2 separate regions of the Mus musculus genome follow, and region 2 is linked to region 1. The links are chromatin contacts, called in public Hi-C maps. All regions are on one chromosome and are shown on one strand. Each heading gives the region's core, a stretch centred on a gene start, on an enhancer-like site or on the middle of the called end of the contact. The rest is flanking DNA. Distances are from core to core; before and after follow the strand shown. Region 1 has its middle 3.3 kb from the start of Gm48249. Region 2 overlaps Mtfr2 (mitochondrial fission regulator 2).

Evidence for each region. Hi-C and Micro-C count contacts between places; a contact is called where the count stands out from the background.
Region 2: a contact with region 1 is called in a Hi-C map of bone marrow-derived macrophages, with 1.8 times the contacts expected there. The contact joins two enhancer-like sites. A contact is called at or near these places in 1 of 39 promoter capture datasets (liver) and 7 of 484 Hi-C or Micro-C datasets (bone marrow-derived macrophages, brown adipocytes, cranial neural crest and 4 more).

Annotation. Positions count from the first base shown.
Region 1 is chr10:20,286,692-20,293,321 of GRCm38.p6, forward strand. It overlaps the pseudogene Gm30285. Among named protein-coding and RNA genes, the nearest start is that of Gm48249, 3.3 kb to the left of the region's middle. Within about 2 kb of position 3,915, at least 66 of the 459 cell types and tissues checked have an H3K27ac peak or open chromatin away from gene starts, as enhancers often do. A contact at or near this core is called in bone marrow-derived macrophages, where this site is marked.
Region 2 is chr10:20,360,975-20,367,585 of GRCm38.p6, forward strand. It overlaps Mtfr2 (mitochondrial fission regulator 2), which reads left to right. Exons shown (of 7, transcript NM_027930.3): 7 at 1-695. It also overlaps the pseudogene Gm48537. Among named protein-coding and RNA genes, the nearest start is that of Mtfr2, 16 kb to the left of the region's middle. Within about 2 kb of position 1,322, at least 12 of the 459 cell types and tissues checked have an H3K27ac peak or open chromatin away from gene starts, as enhancers often do. A contact at or near this core is called in bone marrow-derived macrophages, where this site is marked.

The DNA.
Region 1 (6,630 bases), core at 2,665-5,164:
CTCAATTTATCTGGAATTCAAACCACCCAAGGGATATGACTGTGCAAACTTCAAGAGAGGCCCAGCAGACAGAGGCAGACACTGCAAAAGCCTCAGGCCCTCCCAGTTGCTCTCGCTCTCACTTGTGCGCTCTCTCTCGCTCTCTCACTCACTCTCTCTCGCTTGCTTTCGCTCGCTCTCGCTCTCTCGCTCTCTCCTTTCCTTCTCTTTCTCCTTTTCCCAGCGTTCCTTAGACGCTGAATGCTGTGGACCTTGCCGTGAGATGCAGACTTCAGACAGTGGTTTCTCCGTTTGTTTGCGAGCATTCTCTATTTGAAAAGAAGCAACCTCTGCAGTGATGGAACATTTCAGGGTCGCAGTCGCCACCACTGCCACCACCACCACCACTACCTCACCCAGAGCAATTCTCTGAAGACTGAGAACCATCTACAGACCTGGCAGGCGCCACCCAAACCCACTGGGACTAATTAGACACCACATAGTATGTAGCCCAAACTGGCCTCTAACTCATAGCAGTCCACCTGCATCAACTTTCTAGGTTAAAGAAATAAGCCATTATACTAATTTAAATGTTTATGCTTATATTTTACATTGAGGCGTATTTCTGTCTCCTACAAACAGCAAAGATGCTTAAGAACAGAAATCGCCTTTATAGATAGCACGGCGCTTTAATGTGACCCCAAGCGGTGTCTCCCAACATGCCTAGTCTGGCCCCTGTTTTCTCCCTTGTGATTCATGTTAAGAACAAATAAACAGAGCAACAACAAAAGCAAACAAACAAAGCCTTATTCATGATGGGGCCACCATGACAGCCAGTGCAAGCCGACAAATGCCAAGCCTGAAGACAACCCGAGCTCAATCCCTGTGACCTGTGACCCTGTGACCCCGGCACAAGGAATGACCCAACTCCCTCGCGTTACCCTCTGACCTCCTTTGCTTCCATGTTAGTTGCAGAGGCACACACACACACACACACACACACACACTAAATAATATAATTTTGAGCTCCAATGTCCATTGAGGTATTGCTATATATATGAAATACTTTTCACAAAAAATGTAATGGCAAATAGCACCAGAAGTATAGTATTAGTGATAAACTTAATTATCATGAAATTACAACAAAACTTTACATAAAGGTCATGTCTATCTTTTTTCCTCTTTTAACCCTAACTCTGTAAGTTTACTTATAAAGATGACATTTTTTTTCAGTTTTGTTTCATTTGTTTTGTTTGTTTTTTGAGATGGGTCCTGACTATGTTGCCCAGATTGCTACCAAACTCAGAATCTTTCTGTGTTAAGCAACCAGATTCCAGGATCACATTTGCCAAGCACAAGGAATTTAAAATCTCTGTTTAACTCCTACCTGCTCTTAGCTTTGCCAAAAGGAAAAATTACAATAAAATTGGAAAGAGAGCAGTTTAGGACTCATTACTGAATGGGAAAATTTAATGTAAACCCACCCCATAAGCCCTTCTTTTTTATCTTTCTCATTTCTCAGTGAATTTTCACCATTTTTTTTAATCTTTCTTTCTTTGTTTGTTATACATAAGTACACCGTAGCTGTCTTCAGTCACTCCAGAAGAGGGCATCAGATTTTGTTACGGATGATTGTGAGTCACCATGTGGTTGCTGGGATTTGAACTCGGGACCTTAGGAAGAGCAGTCGGAGCTCTTAACCACTGAGCCATCTCACCAGCCCGAATTTTCACCATTTTAAGGTAGGCTTTAGGAGAGTCAGTTACCATTTTTAAGTGAAACTACAGCTCAGAAATGCTAGGAACCTGGAGTGTCACAACAGACCCCAGCCAGAGCCAGCTTTAGAATCCATGTGTGGTAGGTACCCGGGATTACCAGTTTCCTTTGTCAGGGCCCTACAGACCTGCTCAGGTGTACTGGCCGGTTCTGTGTCAACTTGACAGAGCTAGAGTCAACAGAGATAAGGGAGCCTCATTGAGAAAATGACTCCGTAAGATTCAGCTGTTCAGCTTGTTCTTAATTAGTGATCAATGCGGAAGGGTCCAGCCCACTATGGAAGGTTTCATCTGTAGTAGCTTTGAAGGGAAAGGTTTCCCCTACAGAAGCGTTTCAGCTCTTCCAACAGGAGGAGGTTTACCAAGCAAAAGGTATTATAGCTCTCCTTGGAGAGGTATCCTGGCAGTAGGAAGCCAAGGAATGCCACAGTCATACCACACAACAAACCTCACACGAGAGATTTATTGGGAGGAAAAGACCAGAAGACTGCCAATACTGGGGATAGAAGCAACCAAGTACTGAGCAGAACTCAAGCTTTATATATGGCTTCTTGGGGTGGGGATGGGGTGGGTGGGGAGGCGGGGAGATTTCCAGGGTGAGAATTGGTGGGGTTTCAGTTCCTAGTCTTGAGCTCAGGGATTGGTGGGGTTTCCTGTTCAGGGATCAATGAGATGTGTGTGTGTGTGTGTGTGTGTGTGTGTGTGTGTGTGTGTGTGTGTGTATGCTCAGGGATGGGGTTTTTGTGCTCAGGGATTGGTGGGCTCTTGTTTCTTGGCCCTGGTCTTGGGATCAAGTCAGGGTCAAAGTGCCCCCCCACCCTTTGGCCCTTTTACCCTACTCCATCCCTAGGCTGGTGGTTCTGGATTCTACAGACAGCAGGCTGAACGGACCATGACTAGCAAACCAGTGAGCAGCACCCCCCACAGCCTCTGCATCAGCTTCCGCCTCCAGGATCCTGCCTTGTCTGAGTTCCTGTCCTGGCCTCCTTTGATGATGAACAGTGCTATGGAAACATAAGCCAAATAAACCCTTTCTTCCTCGAGTTGCTTCGGTCATGGTGAAATGTTCTTTAATTTCTCTCTCAGCTCACAGAACTTTAGTTTCCTGTATAGAAGGCTCATACCTTTTCTTAGATTGTTAGATCTTTGTTATTTCTTAGTATCATTATAAATGGGTTATATATATATATATATATATATATATATATATATATATACACAGCTGGGCATGGTGGAGGCTGCAAAATCAAAAGTTTGAGCTTATCCTTGGCCCACACAGTGAGTTTGATGCCAGTCTGAACTACACTGTTACAAATAAATGAAACCAGGGTTGGGCAGATGCTCAGTGGATAAAGCGCGAGCTTGCCTAGAGGAAGCTGCCTGGCTAGAACCGCAAGCTCCGGCCGGTTCAGTCTGGACCATTGCCTCGGTAAAAACAGTGGAGAATAGTAGAGGAAGATACTGACATCAGCTTTGGGTCTTTATGTGCATATGCATGCACATGCGTGGATGTGTAAACATAAGCATGCACACAGCACTGAAACGGGATTGCTTGTGCATGCGCACACGCGCGCGCACACACACACACACACACACACACTCAAAGCCGACAACCAGATTTTGTTTTCTGTGGGAATGGTGACACAGACCTGTAATCCAGCCTTCAGGAGGTTGAGACAGGAGTACCTAGAGTTTGCATCCCTTCTGGGCTACAGAGTAAGAACTTATCAAAACAAATAAAAAACAACACCAAATAGAACACCTGCAGTGTACATTATAGTAACTGGTTTCTGGTAAGCGGAAATATTGCTCTTTTTTCCTTGTAATTTATCTTATACAAAAAATCGTATTAAACTGCAGACATTGAGGGAGCAGAATGGGACCCTGGGTAGTTAACTATTTTTCTTTAAAAAATGAAATAAAAAAGAATGTAGTATTTTAGCCACCAGATATAATATTTTAAAATGATAAATGTTATTGTTTGTGTCAATATTAATTGCCAGTTATGAGAATGGCAATGGGATTTATTTTAAAAAAAACAAAACAAAAGAAAACAAAACAAAAAAACCTAATTGAACAGCACGGCTAAGTCCCTACATCTCCAGGAGGTGGCGGCAGTGAGCTACTAGGACGATAGTTCAGTCCGTTTTCAGCGGCTGAGTCTGGTCATCTTCATTCCCTGAATTAGCTTGCTACCCTTTCCGGTAGACACGATCCTCACTGAGGCTGCCCAGTATAAGGGCTTCTGCTCCCCTAATTTTGATCTAGCTGGGCTACAATGCTCAGAGAGGGTCCCCTCAATTTACCCAGAGGGGATCCTTAGCTTCCCACGACTGACAAAAGGATTCGTCTCAAACTCAACTCACCGCCTGTAATGTACGAGCAGACAGGCAGGTGCACACTGTCCAATTATCTTTGCCTCTTCTGCTGCTGTGGCTTAAATGTCAGCAGTTTCTCGGGGAGAGGAAGGCAGGATTAGGGTCGGACCTCCCTTCCTGTATTATGGGCAGTTGTTCACCTTCTCATAGACAAAGCCCTTGGTTCTTGTCCACCTGAGTTGGAAGGCAAGTTTCCTGACAGGCCCTGGGCCTTGTCTCAGGGTTTCCTCCCAGGAATCTCTGTGAATCGTCAGTGGAATTGCAGTAAATGTTAAAGCAAACAAACAAAAATTCCCTGTAAATGCTGGGAAGACCGGAGCCGCCTGTGGACACTGAGTGTTCTACCTCTATCATTTCGATTGCTTCAATCCCTCTTTTGTTTGTTAGTGTTTGTGACAGGGTCTGCGTATATACTCCTACATGGTCTAGAACTAACACTGTAGCCTAGGTTGGCCTCAACCCCCCCCCCCCAAGTTCTGAAGTTATAAACATGAGTTACCACATCCAGCTGATAACCCCTTTTGAGTGACCATAATAAGGGGATACATAAAGCTTAAAATATAAACCACATCAGGAAGATCTAAGCAACAACTTATGACAAATTGACATGTGTACAATGAAATACATAACTGTAGTAAATCACATAGGTTACTGTCCAAATGACTGCAGATGATATTCAAGATAAAAACGCTCTATGGGTTTGCCTGATCTCGGTTGAGGTTCCCTCCTCTCAGATGACACTAGCTAGTGTCAAGGTGACATTAAAAACTAACCAGGACACAGCAATCCTGGTAGACAGCACTGTGTGCTCAGAACAGTTTCATTTAATTTCTCCATTTAATTGTCTGTCAACTTAGAAGCCTCTTGATCCTACATGCATGGGACAATCTCTACGCTATCTATTCTGGTTGTGGAACTATTTGTCCATACTTAAATCATTAACACACTTAAATGTAACTTTAGTTCATAGTAAGACTCAATGCTGGCTGCAGGTGGGTGCCTATGAGTTTGAGACCAGCCTGGTCTACAGAGTGAGTTCCAGGGCAACCAGGACTGTTACACAGAGAAACCCTGTCTCGGAGAAGAAAGGGAAGGAAGGAAGGAAGGAAGGAAGGAAGGAAGGAAAAGGGAGGGAGGGAGGGAGGGAGAGAGAGTGAGAGGGAGAGAGAAGACCTAAGTGGAATGAGTCCACCCCATCCATTCTTCTTTGTTCAGGCTCTTCTAGGTTAACTACATTTTCAAACAAAAGTTAAAATCAACTTGAGAATTCTCTCTCTCTCTCTCTCTCTCTCTCTCTCTCTCTCTCCTTTAGAAGTGTGGTTTTGTTGTAGTAGGTGTGGCCCGAGTCACAGTGGAGGTGATCTTAAAAGCTCAAGTCTGGCCAGGGTGTTTCAGTCTCTCCTGCTGCCTGTGGATCAAGATGTAAGAACTCTTTAAAGAAAAAAAAAAATTTATATGAGTACACTGTAGCTGTATGGAGCCTTGATGTGGTTGTTGGAAATTGAATTTTTAGGACCTCTGGTTGTTCCAGTCGGCCCTGCTTGCCCTGGTCAACTCCACTCACTCAGTCCCTACTTGCTCCGGCCCAAAGATTTCTTTATTATTATTATAAATAAGTACACTGTAGCTGTCCTCAAATGTACCAGAAGAGGGTGTCAGATCTCATTACGGGTGGGTGTGAACCACCAGGTGGTTGCTGGGATTTGAACTCGGGACCTTTGGAAGAGCAGTCAGTGTTCTTGCCCGCTGAGCCATATCACCAGCCCAAGATGTAAGACATCTTAGCTTCATCTCCAGCCCCAAGTCTGCCTGCCTGCTGCCATCCTTCCCACCGTGATGATAATGGATTGAACCTCAGAAACTATAAGCCAGCCCCCAATTAAATGTTCTTCTTTATGAGTTAACACGGTCATGGTGGCTCTTCACAGCAATGAGACCCTAACTAAGACAGTGTTCTATAATATGTGAAATTAGTATCTTCTGATGGCCACGAGTTTATTGTAAAGAGAGAACATGCATTAACATCAGGGACGATAAAGGCCATGTGGAGTGGTCCAGGTCAGTTTTAGAGGGATCCCCTCACATGTGCTACTGAAAGTGTGCATGTGCCGGGCGTGGTGGCGCACGCCTTTAATCCCAGCACTTGGGAGGCAGAGGCAGGCAAATTTCTGAGTTCGAGGCCAGCCTGGTCTACAGAGTGAGTTCCAGGACAGCCAGAGCTACACAGAGAAACCTTGTCTCGAAAAACCAAAAAAAAAAAAAAAAAGTGCGTATGTATTTTATCTAGGTCCGCTATACTAACAGTTCCACTGAAATCCCTGAATTCCCAATTGCATCTGAAATTGCACTGGAACTGCTGATGGCCCCAAACTTCCTAGATTGTTAATAAAATAAATTATAATAACTGTCTTTCAAAATGGGGACCAATAGTGGATTTTAATAAACAATAGCGAGACAATTGCCTAGTCATCTAGAAAAAAGGATTAATTACAGAGACA
Region 2 (6,611 bases), core at 72-2,571, 72 kb after region 1:
TGGATTTTTAGTGAGCAGAAGATGATATTGTTTTTTATTAAGTTAGTCATAGTTGTGAAAACACAGGAACACCTGAGAAACTGAAGGGAAAAAAAAGATAGTCACAATTTTAGTCATGTAGGGTTGAACTTTCTACTGCAAGTAGAAGTAGACCCTTGATAAGTTCCATCCACACTGGCTTTGCACACACAGATGGCTGGTTTGTTCCCTTTGTTCTCTATTATGTTTGTATCCCATATGTATGTGTGTGTGTGTGTGTGTGTGTGTGTATATATATATATATATATATATATATATAATGTAGATTTTATAATAAATGGATCTTTTGAATTTGGTTGAGTATTTAACATTTCAAATTATATTCTTACTGTTTTATGAAATCTGGTTATTTTGTGAGAAGTGGTTATATTTCTGTTAGAATTTCTTGGGGGGTGGTACAAGTGAACCCTAGTTTATTTGCAGTAGGCTGTCTCCTCATTGGTGCTAATGTGATACATTTGCATGCTTCCCTGCTTGGCTTCGCCTGTGTTGCAGCAGGGAGCAGGGGGGCGGGGCCGTGTCCGTGGGGTCAGCACCCACCCATTCCCCCAGGTGCTCTCCTATCAGAGGACCCTAACTTGTCTGTCACTCATCAACAGTTTATTGTAAAGAACTTAGAAATAAAACCCGTTGTGTATCAGGGCCTCCATTTTGAACGCACTTTTGGCCAATCTCAGTACTTTCCATGCATTGACTCGTTCAGTCCCAACACCAATAGCGTGGGTGTAGGCTTTTGGTAGCCTCACTCAGCAGATGGGAAACTGGGCAGAGGGAGTTACTAGTCCGGCCACTCTCCCAAGGTCCTCAAAGCCTACGTGGTGAGATAGGTTGTGAAGCCAGGCAGATGGATTTTCCAATCCGTGTTCTAACCATAGGAAACACTGTAAACACAAAATTTTAACCTATTTAAACTGTGCATCATTACTGAAGGCATTCCAGACAGTTGACAGATAAAGTATGTAAGAAAGCAGTGTATTAACAAATTGAAAGTCAAAACACCTTAGGGCTGTAATTCTCTATATTTACCAGTAGAGGGAAGTCCAGTACCAACCGAGCACGCTGAGCTTGCTAACAGCTGTTAACCACAGCCAAGTGACAACTTAGTAGATGTCATTGGTAAAACAAGGCTAGATTGAGAAGTGTGCAAGCATCTTCTGTAAAGGGCAGTCACAAATTATAAATTGGCATATCCTTGACATTTTTAATCATGCATCAGTCAGCTAATTCAACTTTCCCCCAGCAAATAGACACATAGCTTTAATTACACTAGTGTATAGGTAGTGTACGGTTGTCAAGAATTGTATGGGCTCTGGAAGATCATGCTCAAGTTGTCAGACTCAGTGGCAAGTGCTTCTACCCACTGAGCCATCTTGCTGGCCCACAAATAGATGTTTGTGAAAAGTCAATAATTAAAGCAAGCCATGCCAGTATTTAATTGTTAACATTCAAGATTGCAGTAGGATTATCCCCACTGTAAAGCTACAGTATGGCTGTTTTGCTAGGGAGTGGCACAGGAACCACTGTGAGCAACACGGGTGGGTTTCATCCTGTGGCACCTGCCTGGTTAACCTCCCTAAGGACCCTTCTGTTTAGCTCTGCTTTAAGCAGCTGGTAGCTATGGGGCTGTGCCAAGCCTCCTGTTGCTAGCTTTCTCTGGAAGCCCATACCTTGCTTTCAGCTTACATAATCCTGTTTGAAGTCAGAGGATGACTAATCTTAACAGCTGATTAACACTTAATTTAAACAGTGAATATTCAATTTGTATTAGCACAATCCTGTGCGCTCTAACAAACTTTCATTTGTTAAATCCTCCCCACAACTCCCTCAAAGGGACCATCACACTCCCTTCTCAGAGGCGGGAAGGGGTCAGTACTAGACCCAGGATGATACCATTATAGTGCTGAGCCGAGACTCAAACCCCAGGCAGTCTGCCTCCAGTCTGAGCTACTCACAAGCTCCCCCACCCTACAGCATCAGCCATTCCCTGTGGCTTTAGTTCTTCTGTCATGTTAAGGGCAGCATGCAACTTCTGCTCCACCAGAGGACACACTGGTGGTATTTTTATTTTTATGAGGATCCCTACTCCTGCTTCAAGACATTTTCCTTAAAAGCCCATTGGTATATGTGACCATTGCCTGCTCTCTGTCTGGGACCCTGAGCTTCTCTCTACTGCTGCATCTGTTGTAATAGTTGCTTCCTGGGCTGGCTCTCCCCAGTCTCACCAGGTTCTGCTAAGGATAGGAACTGGGTCTTATTCATTTACTTCTGTCTACGCCCAACAGTCACTAGGTATATACTCCATTTAGCACAGCTTTTCAAGAGTTATCCCCATTCTGTAGATGAAGACAGTGGAGTGTATGTCACATAAGCAGCTCACCTAAGGTCATTTTCTTCCAAGTAGTACAGTTGTGATTAAACCCAGAGTGCCTGATTGATAATCGGTGCATGCCACTCTTAGACTATGAGACCTCTTTTGACACATGGCTTCCCATTTGTCAAAACAGACTTGATGTGAATTTAAAACTCAGGGCTGGGCCCAAGGTGGGTGTGGTTGTGAATCTGAGAGATGGCGGCAGGAGGATCAGGCATTTAAGGTCAACTCAGCCTACAGGAGATTGCCTCAAAAACAAATCCCAAACTAGTGTGGTCTGGTGTCCCAGAACTGTAGTTGTAACTACCAGGAGGGCTGAGGCAAGAAGATTGCAGGCTCAAGATCTGCTTGGGCCACAGAATGGCCAGGGTCAGTCTGAAAACTTAGACACTGTCTCAGGTGAAAAGAAGGCTGAGGGTATAGCTCAGTGCTTGCCCAGCATGCACAAGATTCTATCTAGGCCCTACCCAGTATTGGAGGGGGGGAAACAACCACCCCACCATATGCACAACCAGCCCAACCCCTGCTTGGCCCATACTGCAGCCACCGTGTGCTGCTGTTACTGGTGGTGTGTGCTCCTTCAGTGTGGGCGTGGTACTTCTTTTGTGAAGCAGCCCCCAAAGAGAATTCAGTGCTGGCCACAGCCAACAAGAAACCCAGGGAAAGACCGAGAACAATGATCTTATCAATTAGAAGGTGGCAGGGCAGATGGTTCTGTGGTATATAGATAGTTAAGAAGCAGGCACCACTCAGCTAACGAAAGCCTATTGTGAACCACAGGGTTTGTCAGTGAGGCAGATCAGATTTCTCTCTGATGGCAGCCAATCACTGAAACACACCTGAACAGTTGGGCCAGGAGGATGAAGGTATGGATGTGTTCCAGCATCAGACATGGGGTATTGCAGAAGGGAAAACTTCACGTGAGGATGTTGTGATAGACCAAGAACACATTCTCCATTAGGAAGACAGTTTGGTTCTAGCACATCCTGGCAACCTCGGGACATCTCTGTTCCTTCTTTATCCTTCCCTAGTCTTACTCTGTTGTACACAAACGGTTTGCACATGTGTACAGCGTTTGGAGGCAAGGACTGGTTCTGTGACAATAGCCCCTTTCTCAGTGGCACACTCACTCCGCTGCTCTTAGTCCGCTGGGTCACTCTGCTTTCACTGTTTTAACAACAGCAACAAACCCCAAAACAAAAGTCCTTGTATAGTTTGTTTAATTGGAGGATTTTAATGCTTCATCTTTGTAAAACCAAGGAGAGCTTTTTTTTTTTTTTTAACATTTTTACAAATAGTTGTTACATGTAGGGAAATGTCTTTTAAGCAGGGGTACAAAACAAATCCTAGCTTTCTCTATAAGTCAAGTATTTTGTTGTTTAAATACGATTAAAAAGAAGAGAAAACCCACCACACTTATGATTTCTAGCAGACTTTATCCAAAGGAGTAAAAAAAAAATATAATGCAGGTTAATTGCTCAAATCTGTGAGAGTTTCACAGCTATGATTTAAACCAGGATTACCTAAGGCCTCCTTGGCTGTGTCAATGTGCCAGCAACTAGTCACTCTTCTTTTTGTTGTTGTTGTTTCGTTTATTAGTCTTTTATTGAAATATTTTCTTCTTAACTACCTGGGCATTCCACTGCACCACTGTTAATGTCATCTATGATTGTCATGAGGGTGGCGTCCATCCACATTGCAGCCCACAGACTATACAGTACCCAGGATCTCCTTGATAGTTCCAGAAAGTTCTCTGGCCAAAGGCCAGTGTCTCATCTGCTGGGCAATGGTGACAATCTCATCGAAAGTAATGGTCCCACTGTGTTTAATGTTCTTCTGCTTCTTCCTGTCTCTTGGTGGCGCCTTGAGGGCTTTGATGATCAGGGCAGAGGCACAGGGCACCACCTCAGTCTGGACCTGTCTGTCCTGGATGCTCAGTTTCACTGTAACCCTGAGACCTTTCCAGTCACCAGTAGCCTTGGCAATGTCATCGCCAACTTTCTTTTGGAGACAGACCTAGAGGACTGATCTTAGGGGCCAAGGTGGATGAACCCGGATTCAGGATGACCGAAGAAAGTTGCACCACAGCGTCCTCCGAGCCGAAAGCTGAAAAGTGGAACCATTCACTCCTAGAACATGGGATGGCTCTTTGGCCCTGACTGGAACCACAAGCTGGCTCAAGGGGAGGGTTCATGGTTAACACTGCTTGACCACACTGGATCTAGTGACCAGAGTCTAGTGAGTGAGTCCAGAGTTTTTTCCTTTTGTTCATGTGTCATAGAATTGTCTACCCAAGAACTGCCTCCTCACATTCTGGAAAACAACTTCAGGAGAGTTAATTCTTTGCCCTCTGAGGAGGAGTTTGATTTTTGAAAGTAGCCAAGCAAGAGACAAGCCAAGGAATTAGAGAGAAGCCCAAGGAATGAGTGAATGGGATGATGGAGAGTACGTTTGGTTACCATGGTTACCACGAATGCGATTCTCAGGTGGTTCCAGTGATTGGCTACCATGGTTACAATAGGCATGATTTTCAGGTGGTTTATTTTTAATTAATTTTAAGCAGGTGTTGTTTTCAGACACTGAGGAATTTGTAGCCCCCTTATTGTGCTGGGGAACAAATCCAAGACTGTATGCTTGATGGGTAAATAGCATTGAGCTAACTCTCGGTCTCCTCTGAAGGCATTTCTAAGTCTAAAGACTAATTCCCTAAATATTTTTATCACTATATTTATTCTAAAAATACTTTGACAATATTAGTGCTGTTACCCAGGTACAGTGGTCATTTTAATTTTTGTGTTGTTAGAGGTCAAATTCTGGGTCATTCGAAGCATGAACCCTACCTCAGAGTTATATTTGCAGCTCCAAATAGTCATATTAATTAGGGCATTCATGTTGTTCATAGTACCTTTAAGATCTTCAATATATGGTTTAACTTATATTGCTCGGATAGGTGTTTGCGTCCAAGGTTAGCAGCTGGTAGGGTAAAATTTTAAGTAAAGATGAACAGACTCTTGATTAGTTATATCAAAAGTTTAAAAACAAGCTATTTTAGTGTTACATCAAAAATAGGTTTGTTTTCTTAATTTTTAAAAATTGTGCATATATGTATGTGTGTATATATATATATACATATATATATATATATATATATATATAGTGTGTGTGTGTGTGTATGTGTGTGTGTGTGTGTGTGTGTGTAGGTGTACACACCATGATTCTCATGTGAAGAGCAGAGGACAATTTGAGGGAATTGTCCAATATTTCCACTGTGTGGGTATCAGGGAAGTTTTTCAGGCTTGCTGGCTAGCATCCTGACCCACTGAAATGTCTCATCATAGGATATTAATGACCTCTCAAGGTCAATGAGCCATCAAACAGTTACACCTCACACCAATGCTCACAGTGTCTGTTTCTTCTGTACTGGAGTTGAACACCAGAACCTTGTGCATGTCATGTAAATGCTGCACCCTGGAACTCTCTCCTCAGTCACGTGGAAAAAAATTATAGTGATTTTTTTTTTATTTTTTAAATTGTAATTGCATCATTGTTCCTCTTCATTTCCCTCTCTCCAACCCTTCCCATGAACTCTTCCCAAGGCATGGACTCTTTTCCTTTAATTGTTGTTACACACACATACACACATACACACAAACACACACATACACACAAACACACAAACACACTAAAACACCTCGAAAGCTCACTTCGCTTGACTTATGATTTTCAAGTGTTTAATCAAAATTCCCTATTTAAAATATACTCAGTTGGGTTGTAACTGGATCCATCCTGTTCCCTTATGGTGATTTTGTCTCAGACACTTTGCTAGTATATGTGTTATGTGCAATTTGAGGGAGCCACTTTACAGCTGCAATTATAATGTACTGTAAGGGAAAAAGGTCAAATAACATATAAAGGCAGACCAATCAGAATTACACCACACTTCTCGCCAGAGTCTATGAATGCTAGAAGATCTTGGGCAGATGTCATGCAGACCCTAAGAGAACACAAATGCCAGCCCAGGCTACTATACCCAGCAAAACTCTCAATTACCATAGATGGAGAAACCAAGATACTTCATGACAAAAACAAATTTACACAATATCTTTCCACAAATCCAGCCCTCCAAAGGATAATAGATGGAAAACATCAACACAAGGAAGGAAACTACACCCTAGAAAAAGCAAAAAAGTACTCTTTCAAC